Linked DNA regions of Capra hircus: region 2 is linked to region 1. A link is a contact called in public Hi-C data. All regions are on one chromosome and are shown on one strand. The core of a region is the stretch at or near the end of the contact, and the rest is flanking DNA. Distances in the headings are between cores, read along the strand shown. Region 1 has its middle 53 kb from the start of TRNAW-CCA. Region 2 overlaps GNG12 (guanine nucleotide-binding protein G(I)/G(S)/G(O) subunit gamma-12).

Region 1 (5,903 bases), core at 200-2,699:
CAGGTGCCATCCTGAATTAACATGATCTCGGAGCCACTCATCAAGTTTTCCTCCCTCTATTTCTGTCCGTTTCTGAGTTCATATTTGTCCTTGTCTCAAGCCTCTGGCCTCTTGAGTCACTGCATGGCTACCCAAGTCATCCTGCACCAGCTGCTTGCTAGGCTGCCTGTCTTTACTGCCAAGCCCTCAGCCTCACACACCCCTCTGGGCCTCCCTGCTGTGAACACTGTTTAGGTCCTTAGGCTCCTGAGCTCTGGGCATCCAGCTGATATCTAACTGGTGGAACATACACTCCCTGTTGTGGCTTCCTCTGCTCTGGCTCCTTCTCCAGCCCTGCAGTCTGAGCTTCAGCCGAGTGTCTGCAACTTTGGCAGAGAGGAGAAAATGCATCCTATATGTGGAATGAGGAAAGGGCTCTAGGCTCAGTGCCTGGAGAACCAGAGTTTGAGCCCCCATGGGCTGCGACACTCATGTGGATCACTCTGTGTCCTTGAGCTCTAAGTCCTGTAAAGCAGGTCTGACCCACCTCACAAAGCTATGGTGAGAATAACCATAGTCCTGCCACCCAGGATTGTACTTTAACCACATGTTGGGCATTCAGTTTAGCACTTACTGTCCTTCTTAATTCTCCCAAAACAACACTTTGAGGATGGCATTTGTATCTCAGTTTTACACCTGAGAAAATGGAAGCTCAGGGAGGCTAAGCAATCTACCCAAGGTCACACAGCAAGGCTAAAATTTGAGCCCTAGTCTGTCAATTACAAAACTCTTGCCACTGACACACCTCTCTATAAGGTGTTCAGTTCAGTCACTCAGTCATGTCCGGCTCTTTGTGACCCCAATGAGGACCACAGAAATGCTTTATAGTAGTAAGAAATCTTTTCTGCACATCGGTATTTATTATTATTTCTAAATCACCCATGAATCTCTATGGGTCTCAAAGGCACAAGGACCCTCTATGAGGGATGGTGCTGACACGTTTGTGGGCAAATTACAGAGAGAACCATCTGCAGGTAACAATCATTCACATCTCTAATTTCTTCAGCCTCAAGAAATACACAGTTAGAAAAAGAGAGGTTTGGGAGGCGGGGAAGACTTTTTGCTACTGAAATAGACTGGAACATTTGAACCCAGAGCTTGATCCCAAGATCAACTTTGAAATAACAAAGCTTGGCTGGGATCAAAATGATTAGTATCTTTGCACTGTACAAATATGCCCCTGGCTACCACAGCCCTCACCCTGCGATAAGACCTCTCCAGGAACCATAACCTGTGGTCCTGTGTGGGGCTGGAAGCCCTACCACCTCCATGCTGGTTGCAGCCCTGGCCCGGGAACAGAAAAGCAGATGCTGGGAGAACATTTGATCCCACTCATCCAAACACTGCATTCATGGCTGGCTGGGAAGATGAGGGCTGGAGTTGCTGGATGAGCTGCTGGAGATCGGCAACTCCCAGCTGCTGTGCCAGCTATAGACTCCCAGTCTCTCAGCTCCCAGGCGGATGGAGCTGTGGGCTGCTCTGCGGGCTCGCCAAGCCCAGAAAGAAGCGATGGGAGGGTGGGTGCTGCTGTTGCTGTTACCTCTTAGAGGAGGAAAACCTGATTCAAAAATTAAAAAAAAACTCCCCTTGGGACTAATTCAGCTCAAGGTTTGAAGACTTCCTAGCTTGTCCTGTGAACCTCAAAACCAAGAACTACAAATTAAAATTTTGATAGGCCATTTTGTTTCAAAAGGTCACTTAAGCACCTAGAATTTTTCAATTACATGAATATATTCTCTGGGTTCTGTAATAGCTCAGACAGTGTTTTAACTCTTTTTTTCTACTGTGAGTTTTTATTTTTTCCCCTAGAAATTGTTTTTATTTGACCTATCCAAGTCTTAAGTTTCTTAATTCAAAAGCTTCATTAAAAAAAACACAAATCCCAGAGTTTTGGCAGCTTCTGCCTGTCGTGGACTAACCTAGCTGACACCGGGAGGTGGCGCCAGAGAGGCAGTACCCGGCAGGAAGGATCTTCGGGGGAGGCTCCTGACATGAAATCGTGAATCTTCAGTTTCCAAGTGGCACTGCTTAATTTTTCAGGCGCCCTGCATTCCTCATATGTCAGCAGCCTGGCCGCTCTTGTTCCTCACAGTGTAACGAGGTTACCTGGGGTTTGGTCACGTGGAGTCTATCGGGAAGAGAGATCGGGTTCTTTGCTGTTCCAGATACGCTGCTCATGTCCTTTTGAAAGGCGACAGGTCAGCGCAAATGGGCTGCAAAAGCGCCGCCCTTTGTCTTGTCACTATCACCACCCCAGTCTGCACTACTCCTTGCTCCTTACAGGTATATCTCTTCCTCATTTAGTTTATGGAAAATATTTATGGAGGTCTCACTTCGGTGGAGTCTAAATGCTTTTGCAGATCAGTCCAAAACTTCCTAACCCAACACAGAAGAGCTACAGGTAGCTGAAGCTTTGAGCCCTTCATCCCTGGCAGTGAGAAGATTCATTGATTTATGCCACTAGAACTTGTGTGTTACGTTAATACATCACACAAATACTATGTATTTTCTCTGGGTATTATGATGTGAAAACGTTGAGAAACACTGGACTTATTCACCCTTTACAACTAATGGGGTAGCACTATTAATATTTCCATTTTACAGAATTGCTTAGAGCCCAAGGCCTCGTAGCTAATAAACAGCCCAGCCAGAATTTGAGCCCAGACAGCCCATCCTTAGAAGTTTCATGCTTTGGACTCCAGACCAGAAGTTCTCAACCCTGGTTGTCTAATATAAGCTGAGGAATTAAAAAAATACCAAAGCCAAGAAGCTTTCACAGAAGACAAGCCTAAGGAGGTATGATGACTAAATGTAATGAGGGGTCCTACGTGGGATCCTGGGACAAACAAAGGACATTAGGGAGAAGCTGAGGAAATTTAAATCAAGTATGGGCTTTAGTTAATAATAACGCATCAGTATTGGTCCATTAGTTGTGACAAATGTACCATGCTGATGTAAGGTGTTAATGGTAAGGGAAACTCGGCATGGTGCTTATAGGAATGCTGTCATGGGCTTCCCTCGCGGCTCAGATGGTGAAGGATCTGCCTGCAGTGTGGGAGACCTGGGGTCAATCCCTGGGTCGGGAGGATCTCCTGGAGGAGGGCATGGCAACCCACTCCAGTATTCTTGACTGGAGAATCCCTATGGACAGAGGAGCCTGGTGGGCTACAGTCCATGGGGTTGCAGAGTCGGACACTACTGAGTGACTGAGCACAGCACATTACCTTCATAATAATTCTGTCAGTCTAAAACTGTTCTAAAATAAAAAGTTTACTGTTAAAAAAATAAAACCTAACAAACAAGGCCTGAGGCCTCACCTCAGAAAAGTTAAATCAGAACCACTGGAGGTGAGGCCCAGACATCTGTGCTTTTTAAAAAGCTCTCCAGAAGATCAAATGTTCATCCAAGGTTGGGAATCCCTACACTGCTTTCTTGACACAGCCTCGAAGCAGCTGGAGTGCAGAGGTCTTGTCTTGCTAATTTTCATTCCTCTAGCACCCAGCTTGGGCTTCCCTGGTGGCTCAGATGGTAAAGAATCTTCCTGCAAAGTGGGAGACCTGGGTTCGATCCCTGGATTGGGAAGATCCCCTGGAGGAGGGCATGGCAACCCACTCCAGTATTCTTGTCTGGAGAGTCCCCACGGACCAAGGAGCTTGGCAGGCTACAGTCCATGGGGTCACAAAGAGTCAGACATGACTGAGTGACTAAGCACAGCACAGCACCCAGCTTAGAGTCTGGTCCAAGTTAAGCATTCAGTACATGTTTGATGAATGAGTGCATAACTATTTCAGCCTTTCCTTAATTCAGCCCTGAGATAATCAACTTGGAAGAGAAGAGATTAAATGGAAACATTTAATGTTGTCAGGCAACAAATCTATCACTGGATACTGATTATTTACTATGAGCAAGCTGGTAGGTACTGCCACGGTTGGAAGTGTGAATGAGAGGCGATGCCTTTTCCTCAAGGTATATTCTATAGGGAAAAGGTGACCCTGCGGGGTAGTGGTTAAGCAAGCAGGATCTGGAATCAGATGAAAGTGAAAGTGTTAGTGGCTCAGTTATGTCTGACTCTTTGCCACCCCATGGCATGTAGCCGGCCAGGCTCCTCTGTCCATGGAATTCTCCAGGCAGGAATACTGGAGTGGGTTGCCACTCTTTTCTCCAGAGGGTCTTCCTGACCCCAGGGATCAAACCCAGTTCTCCTGCATTGCAGGTGGATTCTTTGCCATCTGAGCCACTACATGCTTCAGATGCTCTAGGTTCAAATCCCAGTTTCTCCGTCTGGTAGCTGTATGATCCTGGGCATTTTCCTAATTATGTTGGAATGGTGGGATATATGAAAATGAAGCAGAAACCAATGCTGTTGCTGTGTGAACTGGAAACTCAGGAGAAGAAATCAGCAAAATGGGGCACACCGAGCAGTTTTGCTGTCATTGGCTTGTTTTGCACAAGATAATTCCTGTCGTCAGAATTCCACCTGTGCCCTAGTTGTGGCTCACCTACGCAAAGGATGGGAACCTATGTCATACTGACCTGAACGGCAGGATCCTGACGGCGTCCTGACCTCAGGCAGGGAGGACAAAGGAGAAGTGAGGTCTAGAGTAATGAAGAAGTGGGCTCCTCCTGGGCCTGCTGGGCTCTGCCAGAGCCATTGCTCCTCTCCTGGGGAAACCTGGTTAAATGCCCGGTGCTAATGCTGACAGAGGATGAGCTCTGCACCTGGAACTTTCCTAAGGGCTTTGCGTACTTTGTTGTTGTTGTTTAGTTGCTAAGTTGTATCCGACTCTTTTGCCACCCTATCGCAAAAGACTGTAGCCCGCCAGGCTCCTCTGTCTGTGGGATTTCCCAGGCAAGAATACTGGGGTGAGTTGCCATTTCCCTGTCCAGGGGACCTTCCTGACCCAGGGATAGAGCCCACATCTTCTGCACTGGCAGGCAGATTCTTTATCACTGAGCCGCCAGGGAAGCCTGCTTGACTTGCTAGGGGTCATTAATGTCCATAGCATCCATGCGACGCAGTCCTTCCCTTTTTGTCACTCCTATTTTATTTACAGAAGCCTAGAGGGAGGTAACCCACCTGAAGTCCCCCAGCTAGTAAGTGGCCTATCAGGATTCAACATGGAGGTTCACAGCTCACGTGTCTAACCACCGCCAGATACCTGGCAAGGAGAAGGCAGCCTGGTTTTGCATCAAAAGTGCCAGCTTCAGAATGATACAGAGCAAGGATCTGCTCAGGCTCTCTGACCTTGGGAGTGGCACTTCACCTTTATAGGCTTTGATTGCCTCATCTACAAAGTGGAAGTCGCACCAGTGTTGTTCTGAGGACTGAGATCATATGTTTAGCCATCTTCTTCCTCTTTCTCCCTTGTCAAGCTTTTCCCTCCTCCAACCCCACCTTTATCCACCTCTGTTTAACTTCCTTTTGCTTTTCAGAGTTAGGGACGAAAAGCTAAGATCTTAAACATCTTGATCTACTCTTCTAATGGAATAAGAATTAGGGATGAATTATTAAATATATAAGCATGTGTATTTTATAAACACATGCAAATACATATGTGCAAATACACATTATGTGTGTGGGCGGGTGGGGGGGGGGATGGTGAGATCAATAGATATATAAGCCCTTTGAAAGCCTGAGTTGAAGACCCAGCTTTATCTCTTAGGAAAGATCCTTGATTCTGGTACGGCACAGTGGATGCTGGAAAGAAAAGGCAGTCACCTACTTAGCAACATGAGCCTAAAGTGCAAGAAGTGTGGCAGGAACCATACTTTCAACAACAATGCAAAAATGGGAGCGCTCAGTTTGGCTGAAGGAGTAGGGCAGGCTTCTCAGAGGAGACTGCATTGATGCTGCGTTAAAGGGC
Region 2 (6,497 bases), core at 3,069-5,568, 230 kb after region 1:
GTCCTTCTAAGAATGAGGTGCGTGGCGGTAAAGACACAAAGAACAAGACTCACTTAGGTTTTCTTTGAGAATTAGCTATCATCTTTCTTGAGAAATTTTGTTTCCTCCTTATTTTTCAAGAAATGCATGCTATTTATAGAAAAATGTGTGAAATACATTAACATGGATATAAGATAACAAAAGTTAACACGTTGCTATATTTCCTTTTACTCTTTGCTATGAGTTTTTAACGTAGCTGAAATCACACTCTATTATGTAATTTTGTTTTGTTCCTTTTCAGCAATGACATTTCCCTAAGTGCTTATAAATTCTTCATAAGCATCCTGCTTAAAAATTTTTATTTTGACATAATTTCAGACCTAAAGAAAAGTTACAGGACTAGTACAAAGAATTCTCTGATCCCCTTCACCCAGATTTGGATTCCTCAAATGTCAACATTTATAATTTACTTTAATCCCTGCACACTCCCTCTGAGGCAGGGAAGTAGAGAGAGAATGTTTTTTATCCTTAAATACTTCCCTGTGTATTTTCTACAAATAAGGAGTTCTTCTAAATAACCTCACTACAGTTAATACACTGCTGTTATCCAATCTACAACCTCATTCAGATTTTAGCAATTGTCCCAATAAAGTCCTTTACAGGAAAAGAAAACCCCAAATTTTACACAGTCACTCAACTGTTAGATCTCTGTGTCCAGGCTAAATCGCTTCAGCTGGGTCCGATCCTTTGTGACCTCATGGACGGTAGCCCTCTAGGCTCCTCTGTCCATGAAATTCTCCAGGCGAAAATACTGGAGTGGGTTGCCATTCCCTTTTCTAGCGGATCTACATGACCCAGGGATCGAACTCCTGCCTCTTATGTCTCCTGCACTGGGAGGACAGTTCTTTACCACTAGGCCACCTGCAAGGCCTTTAGTTTCCTTTAATCTGGAACAATTCCTAAGTCTTTGTTTGTATTTCATAGTATTGATATTTTTAAGAGTAAAGGGTCGGTTATTTTGTAGAATGCTCCTCAGTTTGGGTTTGTTTAGCTCTTTTCTTTCCAGTCAGATAGATTTAGGGTTTGCACTTTTAGCCCACACAAGTGAATACACATCATTTTTAATGATTTCAGAAAGATTTCATTTTACACAGGCATTTCCTGACTGCAGAATCTTGGGCAGTTGTGTAATTTTGCTACAGTTCCAAAATGTAGCACTTTCTCTTTTTTCCCATCAACTATCTATTGACCTTTCTCCATTCATTTGTATATTTAAGGATATACTAACAACTTTTTCCAAGACACTCCTGTCAATTTGTAGCCCCACAGCTGATAACTGGCCTTGCACACTGGCATATTATGAGATATATTTTAGTTTAGGGAGACAAAAACTAACATTGCACTGCTGTTTCAATAGACTTCATCTAAAATAATGGTTATAAAGAGTGCTGTTCCTCTCAGGACTGATCCAGAATAAATGTGTCTGTCTGTCCATCTGTTCCCTGTTTAGTTTATGTGTTCCTTCATTCACTCAAGAAATCTTCAGAGTGTCTGCTCTGTGCCAATATTCTTCTACATGCTGACATCAAGCTCTTGCAGGGAAAAAATAAATATGGTAACACATTATACAAGGGCTATGGAATACCCCAGTGTCAAGTGATGGGAGGGACACTTGTGGCGGAGCAGGCAAGAGCCTGGAGACAGACATGGACTGGTGAGCCTGCAGTTGGGACACAAAGGAAAAGGGGAGCCTCTTCACTTACACCCACAGCACTATCACTTTGATCCTGCAAACATCTGCAAAACCTGCTCTTTACTAAAAACACGAACCCCAGATGGACCAAGTTCAAATACACATTTCTAAAGTCTGACCTTCTCCTTCCTGGTCAGCAGACTCTGAACTTGAGAGGGCTGCCATTTGTGAGTAATAATGACAGCTTGAAAATGCCCTGAAATTAGAGGGAGCTTACAAACCACTCTGATGTTGCTCAGCCTTGCAATTATCTGAATATCAAGGAATCATTAATGAATCAGGCTGTCTCAATGTTAGATTAATGGCCAGTTTCAACAGTGGAAACAGGACAGATGGCCGGCAACAAAGAAAGATAGGGGTGGGTGTGTGTGTGTGTGTGTGTGGGTGTGGGTGTGGGTGTGTGGGTGTGTGTGTGTGAGATGGCCAGGAATAAAGGTAGGTAGGTGTGTGTGTGTGTGTGTGGGGGCTGTGTGTGTTTGTGATGGCCAGGAATAAAGAAAGGCAGGTGTGTGTGTCTGTGTGTGATGGCCAAGAATAAAGAAAGGTAGGTGTGTGTGTGTGTGTGTGTGATGGCCAGGAATAAAGAAAGGTAGGTAGGTGTGTGTGTGAGTGGGGGTTATGTGTGTGTGATGGCCAGGAATAAAGAAAGGTAGGTAGGTATGTGTGTGTGTGTGTGTGTGTGTGTGTGTGTGTGTGTGATGGCTGGGAATAAAGAAAGGTAGGAGTGTGTGTGGTGTGGTGTTGTGTGTGTTGGCCAGGAATAAAGAAAGGCAGGGGTGTCTGTGTGTGTGATGGCCAGGAATAAAGAAAGGTAGGTAGCGGTGTGTGTGTGTGATCTCCCCTCAAATAACTGGGGTGGTGGCTGAAATCATGGGCAAGGAAAGAAAAGCATCCAGCTTGTGCTATGGGTGAGGCTGGGTCAGGAAGAAGTCCAGCTTCCAGACCCATCCCCTCCTCTGGGCTTTGTCACAGTGAGTCAAACAGCAAGAAACTAGAGGGATCTGCCAGCAATTAATTCTGGGGCAAATATGTGTGTGTGTGTGCATGCATGCTCTATCATGTCTGACTCTGCGACCCCCATGGACTGTAGCCCATTAAGCTCCCCTGTCCATGGAATTTTCTAGGCAAGAATACTGGAGTGGGTTGCCATTCCCTATGCCAGGGGATCTTCCAGACCCAGGGATCCAATCCACATTTCTTGCATCTCTTGCATTGGCAGGGAGATTCTTTATCACTGTGCCACCTGGGAAAATATAATCCCCATCTCAACCACTAAGCAATTCCTATTTGGTGCTTAGGACAATTGATTTCCATTTACCTGGGGAAAAAACAAACATGATACCACCCCAAATTTTTTTTTTCTTACATAAAACTTACATGAGGTAAAAAATTAGACTATATATATATATATATAAATGTGATCAATAATCATTAGAAAACACTATCAAATATTGAGAAAATTATAATAACCTATAAGGTATGCACACATTCTTTTCCTTCCACATCTTCCTTTTGAGGAAAAACAGCCCCAAGTAGGCAATTAATTTGATGTATGAGTAATAAACAGTTTCTTACAATGCCAGGCCTTCAAATCTTAAGTGCATCTAAGGGTTTCTGAGAGCAGAGAAAGAAAAAAAAAAAAAGACAACTATTAAAAGCATTATTAATATAAACACTATGGTTGTATCCTCCACTTGGGGGATGGAGATCCAGGACAATGGAGATGATAAACATTCACCAGGGACACACACTACCACTTGGTGGACAAAGGACAGCAGATGAGATTTCAATTATGAAGGCTCTTATTACTGAAGTTACAATAGAGGCTAAATAATCAGGTCAGTTCTGATAATTACAAGCAGCTGTGTAACTTACAGAGGGCTGAGAAAGGTGACAGGATAAAATCATATTTCAACATAAAATGACATATGTGGGAAGGTTTTTATATTTCAGCCATTATCCTTCTAAGTCTGTTCCACGTTTTACCTCTAAGAATATATAAAAAGGTGCAGGAAATAGTGAAATAACTATCACCAGTTAGCCCAACTGTGACTTTCTGGCAACTGTAAGAAGTATGTATAAATGAACTGAAGCAAATAATTAAACTAGCTGGACTAAAGCAAAAGATATCAATGTAGGCAGCAGTGAGTTGGAGTTTGCAAGTCAAGATCACTAATAGATATCCAGTTAGTGGTTGAAATTCATGTTTTCTGGTTGGTGTTAGGTCACTGTTACAATCTCAAGGAGTAAAAGAAGCCCACAGACTGGTAAGGATTTGCCATAACCAGCAGCGGTAGCAGAGTTTTGGCCAAAAAGTTCACTGCAGTTTAATAGGTGAAACCCTTAAACCTAGTGGCATTTTAACCATTTTACTTTCTAGAGATATTTTTTAAAAAATATAACTGAAGCTTAGAATAACCGTTTCAAGACAAAAAACCCATTCCCCAAACCTTAGAGACCCAGCCCCTTTCAGTGTCCTAACTCGTCACAGGCTGACAATTTCTTTCCAGATCATCAGCCATAACAATGTGCATGATAGCTCATTTTATACAGTTATCTATTTATCCACCAGGGGGCGAAGTTGGCCACTATTAGACTGAAAGAGAAAATTATTTTCAAATAGTGGTAGAAAGATATTCACATAAAGAAAGGGCCTTTCCCCTCCTCTCTCTTCTTCCCAGTACCTTTAGTCCTGACTGATTAGCAAAGCACTGCAGCCCTTGCGCAGGCTAACAGGAATGGGACATGCATGATCGCTGCTGAGAGTGAGCTAGCACACATGGTTAGCACAGTCCTGTAGGCTGGCTGGCCCATTCTCCCAAAACTTGAGATCAGAGTTATGGTTTTGCCAAAGCTGAAACAGTTTCAAGGATATTCTCTCTCTTTTTAAAGGAGAATCTTCCACCAGGCCTAGTTCAGCCAGCTGATGCTTCATGCAGGGCTGGCTCCCTCTTGCCTGGCTCCTTTCAGGGCCTTCCCAGCAATCACAAAGCCACAGGAGGGCCTGCCTTCCTGCAGGGATGGTGGGACCTTTGCACCCGGGGGAGGGTGTCTGGTAGCCAGGAAGGAGCCCAGACGGCAATCAGTGGCTGGGACTTCCTCCCCCTCAGTCAGGGGGTTAGGACCTCCCAGTGGGAACTCAGGTCTGGCTGGGTCTAGCCACAGCAGAGAACACACAGGGGCAAAGCCTGCTCCTGCCTGCTTGCTAAGTTGCTTCAGTTGTGTCTGACTCTTTGTGACTCTGTGGATGGTAGCCCGGAGGCTCCTCTGTCCCTGGGATTCTCCAGGCAAGAATATTGGAGGGGGCTGCCATTTCCTTCTCCAGGGGATCTTCCGGACCCAGGGATCGAACCTGCATCTCTGGCGTCCCCTGCATTGACATGCAGGTTCTTTACCACTAGGGCCACCTGGGATGCTTGTTCCTGAGGGGGAAGCAAACTGGAGTTTCAGCATTGTGGTGAAGGCGAAACTGGGCGCAGGGAAAGACCCAGAGTGTGTGCTCGTTCTCCCAGGTCTGGGGGCAGATCCAGTTTTTAGTGAATCCTGAGTCTTATACAATTTGGGAACCTCTTTAAGAAAAGAATGTGAAATTAGGAACAGCATATGCACTATAGGACATCAGAAGGGGTCCTTGCAGTGAGAGATCCTTAGGCTTAAGCTTCATAATGCCAGAAGCTCCTTCATGGGCCCTGCAAGTTGAGGATATGCGGGCAGGGGGTTCCCAAGAGGCTTGTCCACAGAATGCCAACAGGAGATTTCCCTAAGGCCACATGGCTCAGCACCTGCCTCAGGGAGTGGGTCATGGAGCTGGGCAAGGAAGAGGGCAAGAGGTTCGGTTCTGCTCTCCGTTTATCCTACCTGAGATGCTCCATAAACACTTGTTGATCCACCAATCCAAGGGGCCCCGCTGCACGGTCCCCTACCCGTTCCTCCCCTTTCTCTCGAGCTTCCCGGCCACATTTCAAGTTTCCGCATCAGGGAAGATCATTGTACTGAACTGCCTGATCAGTGAAGATCAGACAGGAAGATCACTGATTGCTGAACTGTCTGCAAGGGTGAGTAACTCAGACCCAACCTATGAGCAGGTGTCCTGTTCACCTGGATGATTCCTTCCTCGAGGGTATCCAAGCATGAGTGACACAAACTTCAAAATCAGCCCAACAAATAGTGATGTTATCATTATTCCTGGCAAACCTGCTATTTGGTGCAGCAAGTGCACTGGTCAGTAGAAAGCAAGGAGATGGGAGCTCTGCCGGCTCAGGACTGCCCACTGCTCCAGGAAGGCCCTAGGGACTAGCTGCTCCGTGGAGCGCAGGCATTGCCCTGTGTCAGGAGCAAAGCTCCCCGTCAGGAATCCCCATTCCGCCCTGTGTCGGGGCAAAGCTCCCCAGCAGGGATCCCGCTCCACTGAGGCCAGCTCTCCATCTTCCTGACCAAACCCTGACCCCCAGTTTGGATCCTCTTGTTACAGCTCAGGCCTTGTCATCTCCTCCATGTCCCCTTCCAAGTCCTCTCTGGGTGCCATGAAGGTGCCTACTATACGTCTTTATTGAGAGAAGTTTATTGAAAATAAACTGATCTGAATTTACAGCATCTAGTTAAATATAGCTATGTTTGCATATTTCCACAGGACTTGTAAAAATAATATGTAAACTTCTCCTAATCTAGTGAGAAAATCACTTACCCAAGACTTCACAAGGAAAGGAGGTGAAGCCTAAAAAATTGGAAAGCTGTTTGGTTTAGTTACGTAGCCTGCTTTCATATA

The links. A called contact is a pair of places that touch in the nucleus more often than the background predicts.
Region 2: a Hi-C map of blood shows a contact between it and region 1, with 2.5 times the contacts expected there. The contact joins two enhancer-like sites. A contact is called at or near these places in 4 of 5 Hi-C or Micro-C datasets (blood and liver).

What each region holds. Positions count from the first base shown.
Region 1 is chr3:43,109,217-43,115,119 of ARS1.2, forward strand. No RefSeq gene overlaps it. Among named protein-coding and RNA genes, the nearest start is that of TRNAW-CCA, 53 kb to the right of the region's middle. Within about 2 kb of position 1,450, at least 1 of the 5 cell types and tissues checked has an H3K27ac peak or open chromatin away from gene starts, as enhancers often do.
Region 2 is chr3:43,331,588-43,338,084 of ARS1.2, forward strand. All of the region lies in intron 2 of GNG12 (guanine nucleotide-binding protein G(I)/G(S)/G(O) subunit gamma-12), which reads right to left. Among named protein-coding and RNA genes, the nearest start is that of GNG12, 67 kb to the right of the region's middle. Within about 2 kb of position 4,319, at least 2 of the 5 cell types and tissues checked have an H3K27ac peak or open chromatin away from gene starts, as enhancers often do.